3 separate regions of the Oryctolagus cuniculus genome follow, and all the other regions are linked to region 1. The links are chromatin contacts, called in public Hi-C maps. All regions are on one chromosome and are shown on one strand. Each heading gives the region's core, a stretch centred on a gene start, on an enhancer-like site or on the middle of the called end of the contact. The rest is flanking DNA. Distances are from core to core; before and after follow the strand shown. Region 1 holds the start of CES4A (carboxylesterase 4A). Region 2 holds the start of SLC9A5 (solute carrier family 9 member A5). Region 3 holds the start of MATCAP1 (microtubule associated tyrosine carboxypeptidase 1).

Evidence for each region. A called contact is a pair of places that touch in the nucleus more often than the background predicts.
Region 2: a Hi-C map of skin fibroblasts shows a contact between it and region 1, with 2.8 times the contacts expected there. The contact joins the promoter of SLC9A5 here to the promoter of CES4A in region 1. A contact is called at or near these places in 3 of 6 Hi-C or Micro-C datasets (ear pinna, skin fibroblasts and an unstated tissue).
Region 3: a contact with region 1 is called in a Hi-C map of an unstated tissue, with 2.5 times the contacts expected there. The contact joins the promoter of MATCAP1 here to the promoter of CES4A in region 1. A contact is called at or near these places in 2 of 6 Hi-C or Micro-C datasets (ear pinna and an unstated tissue).

What each region holds. Positions count from the first base shown.
Region 1 is chr18:50,301,934-50,306,074 of mOryCun1.1, reverse strand. It overlaps CES4A (carboxylesterase 4A), which reads right to left and starts at 2,108. Exons shown (of 14, transcript XM_002711648.5): 1 at 1,891-2,108. The coding sequence starts at 1,987.
Region 2 is chr18:50,529,153-50,533,293 of mOryCun1.1, reverse strand. SLC9A5 (solute carrier family 9 member A5) reads right to left here and starts at 1,888. Exons shown (of 13, transcript XM_070062595.1): 1 at 256-1,888. The coding sequence starts at 448. It overlaps FHOD1 (formin homology 2 domain containing 1), which reads left to right and starts at 1,911. Exons shown (of 24, transcript XM_008257450.4): 1 at 1,911-2,198. The coding sequence starts at 1,998.
Region 3 is chr18:50,476,944-50,481,084 of mOryCun1.1, reverse strand. MATCAP1 (microtubule associated tyrosine carboxypeptidase 1) reads left to right here and starts at 2,287. Exons shown (of 7, transcript XM_051847186.2): 1 at 2,287-2,420. EXOC3L1 (exocyst complex component 3 like 1) reads left to right here. Exons shown (of 14, transcript XM_070062596.1): 9 at 63-173; 10 at 874-1,003; 11 at 1,133-1,255; 12 at 1,337-1,492; 13 at 1,566-1,690; 14 at 1,782-2,014. The coding sequence ends at 1,971. It overlaps LOC127491360 (a long non-coding RNA gene), which reads right to left and starts at 1,900. Exons shown (of 2, transcript XR_007920018.2): 1 at 1,763-1,900; 2 at 563-1,068.

The DNA of each region.
Region 1 (4,141 bases), core at 859-3,358:
CGGCACCCATGTGGGATTGCCGGCACCACATGCAGACTTAACCTACTACACCACAATGCTGGCTCCATAAATTTTTTTGTAAAAGAAAATCAGGGTCAGCCTTCCTAGTAGTCATAAAGTGCTAATTAGAACCAGGAGTTGTAACTTCTACCTAATAAATTAAAAAACAAGAGCACCCAGTTCCGGTGAAGATGCAGTGAGAAGGATATTCACATATGCTGCTGGAGGAAGACAAATTGACACAGTGTCTTGGGAAAACAGTTGGGCAAAATGTATAAAGAACCGTGAAAATTTCATATGCCTCAATAATTCCACTTCAGAGTCCCTCCCCTGTGCGAGTAGAAACACATCAAAGCAGAAACCTTGGAGCAGGTGTTTGGCCTGGCAATTAAAATAGACACTGATTAAGAAGCTCGGGGTGTGGCTTCCATATCCAGCTGGGGCTCCTTTCTCCAGCTTCCTGCTATTGCAGACCCTGGGAGGCAGTGGTGATGGTTCAAGCAGCTGGGTTCCTGGCACCCATGTGGGAGACCTGGATGGAGTTTCCAGATCTTGGCTTCCTGTTGTGGGCATTTGCAGAGTGAAGTAGTGAATGGGAGCTATCTCTGTGTCTCTCTCTCTTTTTTTTTGACAGGCAGAGTGGACAGTAAGAGAGAGGGAGACAGAGAGAAAGGTCTTCCTTTGCCATTGGTTCACCCTCCAATGGCTGCCGTGGCCGGCGCGCTGCGGCTGGCACATAGCGCTGATCCGAAGCCAGGAGCCAGGTACTTCTCCTGGTCTCCCATGGGGTGCAGGGCCCAAGCACTTGGGCCATCCTCCACTGTACTCCCGGGCCACAGAAGAGAGCTGGCCTGGAAGAGGGGCAACCGGGATAGAATCCGGTGCCCCGACCGGGACTAGAACCCCGTGTGCTGGCGCCGCAGGAGGAGGATTAGCCTATTGAGCCATGGTGCCGGCCACCTCTGTGTCTCTTAATTAGAAAACAGAACCAGAAAGCAACAACCTTTCTGAATCGTCATCCTCTATTTACCTTAAGGAACACTGGAAGCATCCTTTATAACTGGGCAAAGTAAACATAGCTAGAAACCCAAACTACAAACTGCTTTTGGTAAGATTCTGAGTGAAAAACAGCACAAAGTATTAATTATGTACGTGCTAGCATCACAGCTATGTCTAATTGTACAATAAAAAGATTTCTAAAATGCACCAGAATACCAGAAGTTGTTTTAGCAAGCTTTCCTTCAAATTAAAAAATGATGTATTCACATAGGCAAAAGTGACTTACGGTCACCAGGGTAATTTTGAGGCACTGACACGGGAAGCTGGAAATGTCCCAGATTTTGATCTGGATGGTGGTTACATGTAGCATATCATATTATTATATAAAGGATGTCATATCTGCTATACCTAACTGTATAGCTAGCAGGTGTGCATCATGTTGGATGTATCTTCTAGCTTAACAAGCACTTGTAAAAACTGTAACAATGATTTTAAAAAGAAACAAAGACCCAGGAGAATAACTTGCAGGTGGCCAAGAGGCCTGTGGAGGGAGAGGGAGGCAGAAGCAAGATTGTGGCTTGAGAGGAGGAAGGCGGGAAAGATACACTCCCCCCCCACGTTCTCACCACCCCCCACCCCGCCCGCCCGGTGTGGTGTCAGTCCTGGCATTCCTCACTTTCCACCCAGCCCTGTGGACTTGTGCAGAAATTCCAGCGGGGCTGGGGGGGGGGGTTGGGGGAGGGAATAGCACCTGGAAGTGTCACTCTTCCTCTGCCCAGCACTTGTCTGCGCTCACGCCCTGCCCTCCCCAGGAGAGGTTGAGCAGGGGCCTGACCCTGGGTCCCCGTACCCCTGCGGGCTGACACCTTCAGGCAGGGCTGAGGGTCTTACCCAGGGCTGTCTGCTCCATCAGGCAGAGGGCGAGGACCAGGCGCAGGCTCCAGCTCACGCTCCAGCTGGCGTCGGCCACGGGCCGGAGTGCTGTCATCACTGTGGGTGTCAGGTGGTAGCCGCAGTACGTGAACACAGGCAGTCCCACTTTTATCTTCCCTTAATCCCCAGGTACTGGGGCGGAAGGAATTAGGAGCAGCTTCTGTCCAGCCCACAGCCTTGTCCCTGCCTTGGGGTGACAGGTGACGCTGGCTGCTCTAGGTTCTTGTGAGCGACTGGCCGGCCTGCAATCCCTGTCTGGTTTGCTCAATGGCCTGAAGGTGAACCAGTGTGAGTCAGGCTCTGAGCGCACAGTAGGTGCTAAGGTCGGAGCAGAGCACCTGGCCCATTGGCCACGCGGCCCTGGGCTTCCTCTCTGGGGCTGGAAGGGTCTCTTTGCTCAAACAATCACTTACCTGTCCTTCCTCACAAATCCCAGACGCCTCAGCTGGGACCATCAGGGAGCAGTGGACTCCACGCCCGGCCTGGGATGTCAACGTGGCCGCTGCCCTCACAGGCTCACGGCCCAGCTCGGGGGAGCAGAGCTGGGGGCGACCAGTCTGCAGGTTCACCGCAGTCTGGGTGGACATGGGAGCCCAGGGGGCGTCCAGAGCCTGGCGGTGGCAAGGAAGTTTCCCTGGACGAGAAGGAATCTTCGGAAGAAAAGCTGGCAAAGGGTTAGCCAGCAAAGGAAGGCATGTTTGCTGTTTAAAGTCGCAGGAGCAAGGGTTGGGGGCGGGGAGGGAGAGAGGACAGCTCCACCTGCATTCCAAAGTAAGGCTGCTCCTCTTCCTGTCTCCTGGCAAAGCCTGGAGCCCCTGTCCACCTTTGGGGAAAGGGGCCCTGGTAGGCTGCCAAGCCAGTGAGGGCAAGGGGTGAGGAGCAGGGCAGGTCTTGGGACCCTGGGCCGCTGGCTCTGTGCTGGCTCTGTGGACACCAGTGGATGGCTAACACGTTCTCCTGTCATGGTCAGTTTCATGGGCCTTCAGAGGGAACCTGTACTTGGGACCCCTCTCCCACAGTTGCCATCCTGGTAGCCCCTCTCGGCCCCCAGGAGTGTGCTATCTCCCCCTGGTCACTGCTGCCCAGGCTCTGTGTCTCTCTGAAGAAGGCCTGCTCCACACCCCGCTGACCCTTGGCCACCCGTCCTGCAGGATCTACATGGGAGATCCTTGTCCTGGCCCTGCTCCAGCAGGGGTGTGCCCCCCACCCTGATAAGGTAAGGTGTTCCCCTGGGTGGGCTCAGGCTCTGGTTGGCCGAGCACCTCATGGTGGGCAGCCCCCCCACCCCTGCCATGGGCTTATGAAGAAGATGCCCACGGCCTTGAGTGGAGGGAAGTGGGTGAGAGTTCATGGCGCAGAAACAGCTCGCTCCCCTGCCCCCTCCCTGGCACAGCACGCAAACACCTGCTCCAGCTGGAACAGCCTGGGGGCCCTGGAATCCTGGAAATGGCCTTCAGACCTGTGTCTAAGAAACTCTTACGGGCGGCTGTGGCTTGGAGACTCCAGGTCCACCAGGGAGGCCACAGTCAGTGTCCCCGCCCCATCGCCCCCTCGCCTTCAGCTCGTGAGCGACATGGCCTTTCCCAGTTACCGAACCACATGGAGCAAGAGCGTTAACCTTGCCTTCGCCCTTTGACCGAGAAATTGGGTCTGGGAGGCCATCCAAAGCACACAGAACCCGTTTACAGTGAGTGTCCTCCAGCCTTGTTGACAACAGCCTCACCCCAACACAAGCGGAGGGGACGGGGGAAGAAGGGGAGAGTGGGGACCGCAGATAAGCCACACTGCGTATCTTAGTGCACTGCCACTTACTGGCTGTGTGATCTTCAGCAAATCACTTCGCTTCTCTGAATCTCAGTGTTTCCAATCTCTACAAATTAGCATACTTATCTAATTGATTAGTACTTATCTCTCAGGGTTGTAGTGAAGGTTCATGTAGGTAAAGCACTTTTTTTTTTTTAAAAATGTATTTATTTATTTGAAAGGCAGGGTTACAGAACAGAGGGAAAGACAGAGCCTTCAAACATTGGTTTACTCACCAAATGTTCATGAGAGCTGAGGCTGGGCCAACCCAAATTCAGGATCCTTGAACTTCATCCAGGTCTCCCACACGGGTGGCAGGGGCCCAAGGACTTGTGCCATCTTCTGCTGCTTTCCCAGGTGCATTGGCAGGGAGCTGGATCAGAAGTGGAGCAGACAGGGCTCAAAT
Region 2 (4,141 bases), core at 639-3,138, 230 kb before region 1:
GAGGCGCCTAAAGATGGAGCTGGAGAGCGCGGGGGCAGCCCTTCGGGAAGGCAAAGTCTCAGCGCTCCCACGAGAGAGGGGAGGAGGGACACCCACAAGAGGCGGCGCAGGAACTGGGTGGGAGCCCGGATTTGTGGAATCGGAGCCCAAGTCCCAGCAATGTGGGAGAAACCGGCCCGGATCTGGGGACCCCAGGCTTGGGGGCGGGTCCGCCGCCCGAAGCCGGCCCGCCACACACGCACACAACGCACTCACCGATTTTGGCCAGGCTGGCCACCAGGATCCACAGGGCCACCAGGTAGGGCGCCTCCACCTCGTGCCACTGCCACCGGAAGAGCGCCAAACCTGGCGGCGGTTCGCCCGGCGATCCCGGCTCTTGGGTGGGTTCTTCGGTTATCCCCGCTCCCGCCAGGGGCAGCCCGAGCAGGGGCACCGCGGCGCGCAGCATCCTGCAGCCTGCCCAGCCGCCCTCCCGCACCGCACGGCCGCCGGCCCCGCGTCGCCGCCGCCGCCGCCGCCGCCTACCGGGCGCCCCCGCGTCACAGGCACGTGGGACCCGCACCCCCCAATCCAGGCTCCGTTACCCCCAAGCCAGGTCCAGACTCTGAAACCCTGCCCCGGACGCCCGTAGTGGATACCCCCTCCTCCATCCCCTCGAAACCAGTCCCTGCTGCAAAAATCCCCTAGTGCAGCCCTCCCCCAAGTCCCGCAACCTACTCCTTCGAGTCCGTCCGCCCAAATCTTCCCCAAATCAACCCTCTCCCGGACTCAGAGGTGAGCAGCCACCGCCCTCCAGGGGCAGCTCGCCATGGGAGGGGCGGGGGTCCGCGGAAGGCGGGGTCCGGGCAAGAGTGGCGCGGCGTCCTGGCTTGTGCTTCCCGGCGGCCAGCAGCCAGCCCCTGCAGCTGACACCACGGGCCCCGGCGCGGCCAGGTGCAGACGGCAGGGGGCAGTGTGCGCCCGCCTTGCGCGCCGCCGTCTGGAGCCTGGGACCCCCTTCGGGCCCCCGCCCGGACCAAAGCTGCGCACGCGCACTGCGCGCTTGCAGAAAACCATGACGGACGACACTGCCCCCAACGTCCCTGGAAACTCCAAGGCCCAAAATGCGCGCAGCTCATTGAGGCTGAGCAGGAGGCTGTTCTTCGTCTCCCAAAACGAGGGGCATCCGGGCGTCCCCTTCCCTCAAACTGTAGGGAACTCTTCCCACCTTTTCCATGAAACTAAGCGGAAACCTATGGAAAACCAAGCCTATTGATTATCTTTCATCTAGGAGGGGTCCACCCACATTTTCCACAAATTTCAGGGGCATTCGACTCATCTCGCCCCAGAGGTCATCTCCATTTTGCATCCAGGCTGGGGGCACCCATCCCACCCCTTCCCCCAGAGGGGAACATTTTCTACTGGCTCATCCCATTCTTCCCCTCCTCCCGCCCCCGACCTGAAGTGCACTTGCCCTGCATCCCACCGGTTACTGAACTGATCCTTCAAACTGAGTGAAATCTCTCACTGCTTGCTCTGCACGGAAAGGGACCCCTCCCACTGCTCTTCCCAAATGAGAGCGACGCATCCAATCCGTCCGAAAACTGAAAGAACGAAGGCCGTTTAGTTCCTAAACTGAAGGAAACCTGGCCAGCCTCTGTCTGAAGAAGCTTTCCTCCAACCTGCCCTCAAAGAGGGCGCGGCCTCACCTACTCCGAGCCCAAAGAAACCCTACCGCTCTCAGGGCCCTCTCGGGGGCGGGGCGCGGTCCCGGGCTTTCCCGCCCTCCTAGCCCCTGAACTAACGGGATCACCACCGGGCCTTCTGAGTGGCTGGCGTAAGTCCCGCCTCCGGCAGTGGCTCTCCGTACCCGCCCCCCGAGCCGCCAGGGCCTCGTCTTGGCTCCACCCTCTTCCTCGCCTCCCCCCAGCCCCGCCCCTCAGGAGGCGTCCGGCCCGGCCCGGACCAAACAGCAGAGAGAGTTGACTCGAAGCTGCGGCCAGGCCGGTGGCAGAGCCATGGCCGGCGGGGACGACCGCGGGGACGGAGAGCCGGCATCACTGGTGACCGTGAGGGTGCAGTACCTGGAAGACACCGACCCCTTCGCATGCGCCAACTTCCCGGAGCCGCGCCGGGCCCCTACCTGCACTCTGGACGGGGCACTGCCCCTGGGCGCGCAGATACCCACGCTGCATCGCCTGCTCGGGGCGCCGCTCAAGGTGAGAGGCGAGTCGAAGAAAGGTTGGGGCGATCAGGGGGTTCAGAGTCGGCTCCCTGAAAGCCCTGGGAGGTGCCCCTCGGGGAGAGGCTGGAGCGAGTACTCGCCCCAGAAGGGTCTTGGATGGGAGCACAGGGTCCGCTGCCTCGCCTGCCCGGGGCCCCATCCCAAGTTGAGGGGAAACTGCAGAGGGGAGATGGGAGCTTGCGGTCTGTTCCCCCCTGGCTGCTTCTCCAAGTGGGGCACGCCCGGGGAGATGCTCGGGCTCCACTCGCTGCCTGACTGCCTGGGCAGCTACCCCACTCAGGGTGGCTGTTGCGGACCCGGGATCAGAGCCGAGGGAGGGACCTGCCTCCACCTGCTTCAGGTGAGGAGGCGGGACCACGAGGAAGGGCGGGCCCTGGGGGGCCTCTGGTGGTGGCAAAGGCTTTGAGAGGTGTCAGGACTGGGCTGGGTCCTGCCGCTGAGGGTTGCTCCCGCATGTGGGGGGCTCGCCCTGGGAGTGCCGGCGAGCACTCACTCCCACGGGATGAGTGGAGTCCCGGGGGAGCGGTCGGGTCCGGGATACGCGGAGCGTGGGAGGAGGAGAAAAGCCCTAGAGTCACCGCTCCACCTCCCGGTACACCCGCCGCCCGTCGGCCCGCGCCGGGAAGGGAGAGGGCGGGCCAGGCTAATTTTAAACCGCCGGCCTGCCCTCGTTCGCCAGCGCCCGGGAGCCGACTTGTGCCCGGTGCGGGAAGAGGCCCTTTCCCATATGGCCAGCCTCCCCTCCCCGCCCGCTAGCAGCCTTCAGCCCCTCGCAGTCAGCCCTTTCCGGCGCGCTGTTTCCGGGCCGGGACTCTCAGAGGCTTACTACCACCCCCCAGGGTTCCCCACCAGCCAGTCCGCTCCTACGGGTGGCAAAGGAGGGAGAGGCGGCGGGGGCGCCTCCCCTGCTCCCAGCCTCAGCAGGGCGCCCGGTTGCGTAAACTTGCCCCCTGGGCCCGGGGTCTCCCGTGGAATGCGCTCGGGGCGCCAGGCCCCCAGCTTGCATTCCTCCGGCTGCGGCCAGCCCCGCCTCCGAGCGCTGGCGGGAGGGGTGGGGAGATTATTGTCCTGGGGAGTGGTGCGTGTCCAAGCCAGACCCTACTGCAAGGCTATAGCTGGAAGGCTGCAGCATACTGCCCACCTCCAGACTTCCATGTAGCCCCCTATCAATCTCGTCCTTTTTCAGAGGAGCAAACTGAGGTGGGCCCTGAACAAGGTGAGAAGTCACCTCCCATTCAGGATGAAAACTGGGGTGGGGGTGGGGCGGGGAAATGGGTGCTGCGCTGAGCTGTTCCTGCCCTGGGCTCCTGGTCCAGAAATAAGTCTGCAGCATTAAAGAGAGTATTCTTCCCACTGCCTTACTTCAGGACAAGACCCAACTGAGACATCTGTCCTTCCACTGGGAGAGATGGGAACTCAGCTGCAGGAAAGAGGCTCAGGACCACCACCACCACCCCCCGCCCCCACCGCTCCCCCTCATTTAGAGACCCATCCCTGGGGCCTGCGTTGTGGCATAGCAGGTTAAGCCCCCACCAGGAGGCCAGCATCCCATATGGGCGCTGGTTGGAAACCCAGCTGCTCTGCTTCCGATCCAGCTCCTTGCTAATGTGCCTGGGAAAGCACATTAGTGGCTCTGCACCCACGTGGGAGACTCTGAAGAAGCTCCAAGCTCCCCCTGGCTTCTGCCTGGCCCAGCCCCGGCCCTTGCGGCCATTTGGGGAGTGAAACAGCGGATGGAAGATCTCTCCTCCTGTCTCTGTAACTCTGCCTTTCAAGTAAATAAAAAGTAAATGTTTAAAAAGAAGAGAAGAAACCATCTCTGCACCCCACCACACCAGGTGCTCTGCTATTTGTCCTCTGCTCCATGGCTGAGGACGCTATGGTGCTCAGATAGAGACAGGCACACTAGGTTACCAC
Region 3 (4,141 bases), core at 1,038-3,537, 170 kb before region 1:
AGGCCTGGGGTTGTGGGGCACAGTAGCAGCAGCCAGCACCGAAGCCACTCTGTCCTTTGCAGCTTCAGCGACGCTCTCATCCGGTTCTCCAGAGACCACCTCAGGGGGGAAGCCACCGCCCCTCAGTACGTGTCCTACCTCCTGGCTGCTCTCAACCACCAATCAGCACTCAGGTACCAAAAGGCCCCTCCCACCCCCTACTGAGTTCCTACTACTGTGGACCCAGCCCGCTCCTGGCCACCCAGAACTTTACATTCACAGAACTCTGGGGTGCCAGTCCTAGTTCTGCTAATTATGAGCTGTGTGACCTTGGGTGGGTTACCTAACCTCTCTGAGTCTCACTTTTCTCGCGAGTATTCTGTGGGCAACAAAGGAATGTTCTGAGAATCACACGAGATAGTGGATGTGACGTCTGTACCCCAGACCCTGGGATGGGTGCCAATTATTCATTTATCCGCTCAGCAAATATTTATCAAAGCCCCCACTCGGTGCCAAGTAGTGTCTAGGGTCACAGCTGTGCGCAAAACAAAAAATTCTCTTCCTCTTGGATGAGGGCATGGAGCACAGGCGATAATGGTTTTTTATTCCCTCCTGGCTGAGATGAACTCCCTCCCCCGACGGACAAGGAAACAGAAATCTAAAGAGTAACTTGTTCAAGGCCACACAGAGGCAGGTTCCGCTGGGCTGTGTCCCTTCTTCTAGGTCACAGAGAGCCCTCCGCCCCCGCCCCCAGCTTTAATCCGCATCTCAAGACTTTCTCAGGAGTGGGAGCAGCCACACACTCCTGCCACGAGGTGGCGCCCGAGAGGCCGGACTGCGGAGGGCCGTGCGGGCCTTGGCCTTGGTCCTGAAGCGAATTTTTGGTCTGTCCAGCTCCTCGGTGTCGGTGCTACAGCCCGACGGGGCGGCTCCGGGAGCCTTGGCTCCGGTAGAAGCCGCGCTGGACGAGCTGCAGAGGAGGATCTGTCGCCTGGTGTTGGAGGCGCTGTTGGTGGAGCTCCAGGTGAGGCTCCCTTGGGGTCTCGGGATGAGGTTGGCAGTGAAGAAACAGCGTAGGTGCGTGGTTCTCTGCGGGGAGTGCCTGGGTCTGGGTCATTTTTCCAGCCCCACCTCCGCCCCCCGCCCCCCGCAGCCCCTGTTCGCGGCTCTGCCCTCGCGCCAGTGGCTGTCGAGCTCGGAGCTGCTGGACGGCGTGTGTGAGCGCACGGCGCACTTCTGCCGGGACTTCTGGCGCGTGCGGAACCCAGCGGTGCAGGTGCGTCGGGGGAGAAAAGTGGGACAGGGGCATCGCGCAGGAGAAAGGTGACCTGCACCCACGCGATCGCCTTGCCCGCAGCAGCTGCTGGCCGAGGTGGAGCGCGCCGTGGTGCTGCAGTACCTGCGCGCGCTAATGCAGGGCCGCCTCGTGTGCCGCGGCGCCGAACAGCGGGCCCAGGCGGCCGAGCGCCTGCAGCACGACGCCGCCCAGCTCCGCGAGCTGTTCCTGGGTCTGGTAAGAGCTTGTGGGGCGGGCGGAGGGGCCGGGGGCCGAGGGCCAGGGCCGAACCCTATGCCGACGTGCGCAGGGCCTGGAGGAGAGCGCGCACTGCGCGCCGGTGCTGCTCGCGCTGAGGGAGCTGCTGAGCCTCCGCGACCCCGCACTACTCGGCCTCGAGGTGGCTGGCCTGCGGCAGCAATTTCCCGACGTGAGGTGCGGGGGCGGCGGGCGGGGAGGGAGGAGGCGCTCAGGGTGGGGTGGGGGGACCGGGTGGGGCTGACGCACCTTCCCGGCGCCCCCGCAGCGAGGACCACGTCTCTGCCCTCTTGGATCTGCGCGGGGACGTCTCCCGGGAGCAGCGCCAGGCCGCGCTCAGCTCCCTGCAGGCGGGCCCGCCGCCCTCGCCCCCCACGGGCCGCCGGGCCCTCTTCAGCCTCGTGCCAGCGCCCACGCCCTCCGCATCTTCCTGCCTCCCCTCGGGGCCCTGCGCCTGACGCCGCTGGTCAGCCTGCAGAATAAAGAAATCCATGCCCCCTCCCCCGTATGCCTGCAATCTGTGTTGGGGAAGTGGGGAGCAAATACAGGTGCCCGCTGGGGTTAGGGTGTCCACGTCTGAGGTGTCCTGGCTCCAGTCCTCGCACGCCGGAGCGCCGCGTGGGCTCAGACTCCGCTCCTCCGTGTGGGTCCCACCCCCGCGCCGCCGCGCGGAGACGGTGGGCCAGGGGCTCGGCGGCCCTGGACTCCGCCCCCGAGCCCCGCCAGGCTCCACCCGCGGTGGTCTCGGGCGCGCGCTGGCGCGCAGTCTGACGCGAACCCACTCGCCTTCGTAAGAGCGCGCGCGCGCCCGAGTGTGTGCGTCGCCTGCGTCGGCTCCCGCGGGCTGGGCGGCGAGCGGCCGGCGTTGAGAAGCGGAACGGCGGGCGGCCCGAGGCGAAGCGAACAGGTGGGGGCGCGGCACGCGGACAGAACCCCCAGGAAAGGCCAAGACAATGCGCGGCGCGCTACCCCTCCTCCTCTACCGGAGAAGCCCCTCGCCATTGTCTTCTGGCCCCACCCTCCATTGGGCACGCCCTTCGTTCTCTCCTCCGCCGTTTATTGGCTACAGGTCCCGGCCCCCCTCGATCTTTCGGTCTTCATTGGCTCTTCTGCCACGTTATCTTCTCCCGGGATTTCTTATTGGCGCAGGCCACACCCTCTCTCTTGTCACCGGACCCCGCCTTCAGCAGTCGCGGGCTCCTCCCCTTCCATCCAGCCTCCATTCATTCTGCATCTCGTGCTGGCTGCTTGGAACTGGAGGTGAACCCGACGCGTCGCTGCCCTCGGGAAGTTCGGGGGACGGTGGGGGGCGCACAGACCTAGGCTCTGACAGTGACACCCTAGGGTGCTAAAGAAGCCGCCAAGGCACTAGGACCCTCTGGGCGCCGGGCAGCCTTCCCGGAGGAGGGGAGGCCTAAACCAAGCCCTGAAGAATGGTTGAGTGTTGGCTTCAGGCAGACATTGCGAGGGCATTCTTGGCGGAAGCACCTGAGATGTGAAAGAAACAGTCGCATTCTGGCGATCGCAAGGAGGTAGGTTGGAAGAAAGACGGGGAGATGGCGGAGACTGGCCCAGGGAGTGGCCCAAGACCAGTGAGGAGGGAGTGCAGAACAGTGTAGTTAGTTGAGGGGAGTGAGTGAAACCTGGGGCCAGGAATCTTGCAGCAGCTGGCCACCGGCGGAGTGGAGGGCAGTGGCTGGGGGGAGGTCGGTTCCGGTTGGGGATGCAAAGCCCAGAGAAGGAACAGTTCTAGTTCTGAGCAGGAGAAGGGCTCTTGCATTCAACTTCAGAGGGTGAGAACCGTGGCGGGGCGCGGGGGAGGCTTTGCGTTTCGTAGGAGCTGTGTTGCAGACGCTTTTCCAGTAACGCGGTACTTGTGTAGAGATTTGAGGGAAGTGCGTGACCCGTGCTGTTGTGGAGGAAGGCGGGGTGGGTTTCACACAGGGCGCGTGTTTGAGCAGTCGAGTAAAGCTGCTGCATTGGAACTGGCGACGCTGGTCTGAAGTTTATGGCAGGAGTGGGAGCTGGTGCGTTGTGAACCGGAGAGTGTATGACCCACTGAGGCGTGAGCACAGATGGAGAGAAGTCCCCCAGGACAAGCCCCGAGGCTTTACCGAGTTAAGAGATTGGGGGGATGGGATGGCCAGCAGGGAAGACCAGGAAGGAATGCCGGGGAAGTAGGAGAACTAAGTGGGAGTGTGTTGGGAAAGTCAGAAGGATAAAGTGATAGCTGTGTCAGGTGCTGCTGGTCAATGTGAGCACCAGCAGTGACCTTGTTCAGATAGGTGTTTTAAAAAATGATTTACTGGGGGCCAGTGCTATGGCGCGGCGGGTAAAAGCTTCTGTCTGCAGTGCCGGCATCCCGTATGGGTGCTGGTTCTAGTCCTGGCTGTTCCTCTTCCTATCCAGCTCTCTGCTATGGCCTGGAAAAGCAGTAGAAGATGGCCCAAGTCCTTGGGCCCCTGCACCCATGTGGGAGACCCAGAAGAAGCTCCTGGCCCCAGGCTTCAGATCGGCCAAGCTACAGCCGTTGCAGCCATTTGGGGATTGAACTAGTGGATGGAGAACCTCTCTCTCTCTCTCTGCCTGTAACTCTACCTTTCAAATAAAAATAAATAAATCTTTAAA